Regions from separate parts of the Arachis hypogaea genome. Here region 1 is linked to region 2. Evidence: chromatin contacts called from public Hi-C data. All regions are on one chromosome and are shown on one strand. The core of a region is the stretch at or near the end of the contact, and the rest is flanking DNA. Distances in the headings are between cores, read along the strand shown. Region 1 holds the start of LOC112765807 (U-box domain-containing protein 4). Region 2 has its middle 8.5 kb from the start of LOC140180918.

Region 1 (2,754 bases), core at 72-2,571, 34 kb before region 2:
AAAAATCTCTTCTCTATCTGTGAATTAAGGAATTTAATGAGGACTTACAAAGTAAAATTTACTGGATAGCGGATGCCAATTCTCGAAAAGCTCCCTCAACTCATCAACAGACTGACCAAGTTCCTCAAATAACTTTCTAAGCTCTTCATCAGCAGATATATCAGAATGAACAGTTGTGTCGATAATTGGCTTCAACAACTTAAGTGTCTGCTCTGCACTTTGGCAATACATTGATACAGGTTTTGAGTTCATGTTTCCAGAAAATGATGGATGCAAAAATGAGGATATGCCATTGGAGAGCACATTTAACAAAGATATGTCCATAGTACCTGTATTAAGAAACAAAAAATAAAACACTCAGCATCAGTTTTGAAATATGTGTAACAAAAAAAATTAACATTTTCTGGAGGGAAATTTATCATTTTGTTTCTACTCCAAGAAAATACATAAAACCATCACAACATATTTTTCTTCAACATGTGCTATTGCTACTTTCTCCTCCTTGATTATCCAGACTTGAAACCAGCTACGTAATCATTGGCAACCAAGCATAACATAAATTAAGCTGAACTCAACTCAACACAACTCAACAAAGAGTAAAAACAGATTCAACTATGTTTATCATATCAAACTAGACCTTAACAGCTAATTGAAAAAGGAAAATTGTCAAGCTTTCATTTTCATTGAGAATCAAGAAACGGAAAACACGACAATACACCAAGCAAGATCATCAAAGGGACACACAACCAATCAAACAACACCAATACATACAACTGAATAAAGTAGCAAAATTAGAAAAACTTCAAACAACTTCCAAATGATTTAAACAACATTGGGAAGTATAACAGAAATAACATGCGGATTACCGGAAATATTTGATGAAGCAAAGAAAGAAGCGTTGAAAACACCGCAGACACCGGCGGAAGAGGCTTTTGTTTCAGCTGGAAATGAAAGGGACGCGGTAGGGAACAAGAAGAAGAAGATGATGAGAATCGGAGAGTTATGTTGGGACCTTTCAATCCTTTGACGTTGACTTCTAAAATGGCTTCTACATTTCTATGTACGCGAAATATCAATATGAAATTGTTCTTATATAGCGTTGAACTTTTCTAAAACTTTGATTTTCTTTTATTTTCTGACATTTGTGTCTGTGACTATTGACTATTGGGTTTGACTATCATTTTAGTAAGCTTTGAACAAGTAGCGCATAGATATTACTTCTCCGCGTTACTTGTGTACGAAATTTTGTCGCAACTGATTCGAACCCAATTTGATTTTTTTTTTCTTAGAAGAAATAGCAACTCCGTTCAAAGACAAAACTAACTCAAAAAATTGTATCTGAATTATTTTATTAATTAAAAATATGATAAAAATATAAATTTATAAATTGAGATGTTTTACCTAATTACGTTAATAAAAATTTAGGTATTTTTTAATTTTGATATTGGATTTATAGTAGTATTTTCCAATAATACGTGAAATTTGATATATTTTTTCATATGAAGATCACAAATTTGACTCTTCAATTTAAAAAGTTTAACTTTTTAAAATTTTTAAAACACAAAATTACTTTTTCAATTTGTAATTTTAATATTTTAAAATTTTAAAAATACAAAACCGACCTTTTAATTTGTAAACTTATATAAATCTGACCATCTAATTTGTAAACTCTCAAAAAGAGAAAAAACACGTTTAAGCAAATCCGTTTGGCAAATTCGTTTGAAGAGAAAAAATTTTAATTTTTTGTTTGACTAACTTTTGATTTGGCAAACGTAGAAGTGATTTTGTAGTCAAAACCACGTTTACCAGAAGCAACAATTTCTAACTTCTGCGTTTTACTAACGAGCTTTTAGCCATTTATACTAAACATATATTTTTTTTTTACCAATTTTAATCTTTAGACATGTTATTGTATTATTTATGGAATTCTTATTATTTCTCTCTATATGAGCTCTCTTTTTCTATTATTTATTATTTTTATTTTTTTGTTAAATTTTTATTTGACATTATACACTCTTATAATTATAACTTTTGTAATTATATTTATTATTATCTTTTCATAATATAATTTATTGATCCTATTAGGTAAAGTAAATTAAACAAAAAATTAACCATAAATAATAATAATAGTAAAAAACTATAGGTACTAAAAAAGAGTACTAAAAGAACTAAAAATATACTATATAAAATATATTATAAGAACTTTTAGATTTGTTTCATTTCTACTAAGATAAATATTTAATTTTATTATTTTTAGTATTTTTTTATAATTATAATTCTAGTATATACAATTTTTTATTGTAATTTTTTATAATATAAATTATGATATATTAAAAAAAGACAAATTAAATAAAAAATTAATCATAGGTATTAATAAAATCACGTTGGATTCCAAAATAATATTAAGAATAAGATTATTGAAAATATTAAAAAAATACGATGTAAAAAAAAAATACTAAATTAACATTTTTACGTTAATATTTAAAATTTAAAAAAATGTAACATATTTGATTAAATACTCTTATATATATAATTTATATTTTTTATTTTTAATATAAAATATATTTTGCTAATTTTTATATGTTATTTTTATTTTAATAAATAAATATTAATTTTATTATAAAATTAATTAATAAGAATATTCAAATATCTAAATTAAAATAACTGGATAATATAAAAAAATTATTTAAGTTGATATCTATTTTAGTAATTTTTCATCTAGAAGTGATTTTGAATAGTGTAATCCAAACAATA
Region 2 (2,700 bases), core at 84-2,583:
CATTGGAAGAGCTCCAATAATAACAAAGGCATCTGTACACAAAAAAATGAAATAAACAAAAATAAAGAAGATATACTAAAAATAAAAAAAAAGAGAATATGATAATTTTATCATTTTATATCTTATTTATTAATTTTTAAATATAATATCTATTTAATTCTTTTTAATAATTTTGATATAACTAGTCCTTTTGTTAAGAGAAATGTTACTTGTCTTTTAAATTTTTTGTCTTTAATCAATTTTTTATTTAAATAATATTATTTAATTAATTTTAAATATCTATTTTTCTAAAAAGTTACTTATTTTTAATTTTTTTCTCTTTTAAATGCTGAATTATGAATACTTTTTTAAGAATACTTAGTTACAGATTTATTAATTAGTCTTTTATGATCCTTGACACTAATTTTTTTCATTAATTTATTATCAATTTTATGGAACCAATCAACAAATTGGCTCATATGTCATATCTAAAGTTTTAAGGACCAAATAATATATATAATTGAGTGAACCGACCTCTCGCAATTATCTTGAAAGGACAACGAGATTAAAAAAAAACATTCAACCCAATTTTTGATATTTTTTTTGATTGATTAGTTCCTATGTAGAAAAAAAAACAACATTCATTTTTTTTTGGTACAGAGACTAATCAGTTCTATAAAAATAAAGCTCAAAAATCGGGTTAGATATTTTTTTTGTCGAATACTTCGTTGTCTTTTGAGATAATTATCAGGGACTGATTTAGATTTTTCTATATATAATTTTATGTAGTACAAGGGATTCATTTACATATAATGTACAATTTAGAGGTGGAAAGCGTAATTATGTAAATTATCCCATTAATATTATTTACAAAAACATCCCAAAGGGAAGGTAGAGAGAGAAAGCAAGGCAGAGAGAAGCAGCAATGGCTTACATCGCTGCTTCAACAAGAACCATCCTCTTCTTATCTCACTCAACCACCAAACTCTCCCTTTTTCCCATTCAAACCCTCTTTCTCTTTTTCTTCTTACCCTTCCCTCACTCTCCATTTCACCAGAACCAAATGCACTCTCCAACACCAACCTCAAACTCTACTTCGCCGCAACGTCATCGAAGTCCTCGAAGAGCGCGGCCTCCTCGACTCCACCACCAACGACTCCGCCCTGAGATCCGCCGCAGCACCATCGCCGTCATCCTCCGCCGACGCTGCTAATTCCCCACCTTTGAAGGTCTACTGCGGCTTCGACCCCACTGCAGAGAGCCTCCACCTCGGCAACCTCCCCAGCATCATCGTCTTCTCTTGGTTCCGCCGCTGCGGCCACCAACCCGTTGCCCTCATCGGCGGCGCCACCGCCCGCGTTGGCGACCCCTCTGGCAAGTCACTGGAGCGGCCGGAGCTCGACGTCGCCACACTCGAGAGGAACAAGGTCGGTATATCCCAAACTATAAAAAAAATTCTAGGTCACTCTCTGAATTCGAACTTGGAAGGTTCTAATGTTGTGATTTTGAATAACTATGACTGGTGGAAAGAGTTTAGTTTGTTAGAATTTTTGAAGAATGTTGGTAAGTATGCCAGGGTTGGGTCTATGATAGCTAAGGAGAGTGTTAGGAAGAGATTGGAATCTGAACAAGGAATGAGTTATACTGAACTCACCTACCAGTTGTTGCAGGGATATGATTTCTTGTACTTGTTTCAGAATGAGGGTGTGAATGTTCAGATTGGGGGGAGTGATCAGTGGGGGAATATAACTGTCGGGACTGAGTTGATTCGGAAGATCTTGCAGGTGGAGGGCGCTTACGGACTTACATTCCCTCTTTTGTTTCACGGTTCCAGATGCAGATGTTATTAGGTTTTTGAAGATTCTCATGTTTTTGGATATTGAGGAGATAGCTGCATTGGAAGGGGAGATGAAGAAACCGGGTTATGTGCCTAATACTGCTCAGCGCAAACTTGCTGAGGAAGTTACAAGGTTTGTTCACGGAAAGGAGGGTTTGACTGAGGCACTTAAGGCTACAGAAGCATTGCGGTCGGGATCTGAGACAAAGTTGGACTGGAAAACTATCGAGGGAATAGCTGAGGGTGTACCATTTTGTTCTTTGGCTTATGACAGTGTTTTGAACTTGTCATTGGTAGATCTTTCGGTCTCTTCTGGTTTGTTTGAGAGCAAATCTGCCGCGCACCGTTTGTTGAAGCAAGGGGGTCTTTACTTGAAAAATAACAGAGTGGATAGTGAAAATTAGAGGATCGAGGAAGCAGATATAGTGGATGGGAAAGTTCTCCTTTTATCTGCTGGCAAAAAGAATAAGGTGCTCGTCAGAATAGCATGACAGGGAATTCTTAGATAGCTGAATATTCTTTGATGACTATTTATAATTGCAGTTTTGTTGTCTTCTTATGATACCTTTGATTTTTGCTGCTAAAGAGTAAGTATCTTCATCGGTTTTGGCATGTGATGGATTTTCTAATATGGTTTTCTAGCATGCTGTTTTAATTTTTTTTTTCCTATTAGTGGTAAAAAAGTAAAAGCAAATAAGCAATGCAGATGTGCATTCATTTTTTGGGGTATCTAACATTGCAATTGTAAACTTTTGGGTATAGTGCCTCTTGATTTTAGAATACAACAACAGCTGCCGCGGTTAAACACTTCAGCCTTTTCTTGGCTAGAGAATATTGAAGTAAATACATTGAGTAGTTATTTTTTAGTATTTTCTTATAGTATT

What was found. A called contact is a pair of places that touch in the nucleus more often than the background predicts.
Region 1: a contact with region 2 is called in a Hi-C map of an unstated tissue, with 3 times the contacts expected there. The contact joins the promoter of LOC112765807 here to the enhancer-like site in region 2. A contact is called at or near these places in 3 of 8 Hi-C or Micro-C datasets (leaf and an unstated tissue).

The regions. Positions count from the first base shown.
Region 1 is chr17:21,677,593-21,680,346 of arahy.Tifrunner.gnm2.J5K5, reverse strand. LOC112765807 (U-box domain-containing protein 4) reads right to left here and starts at 1,321. Exons shown (of 4, transcript XM_025811658.3): 1 at 867-1,321; 2 at 49-329. The coding sequence starts at 324.
Region 2 is chr17:21,643,209-21,645,908 of arahy.Tifrunner.gnm2.J5K5, reverse strand. It overlaps the pseudogene LOC112762981. Among protein-coding and RNA genes, the nearest start is that of LOC140180918, 8.5 kb to the right of the region's middle. Within about 2 kb of position 1,333, at least 2 of the 3 cell types and tissues checked have open chromatin away from gene starts, as enhancers often do.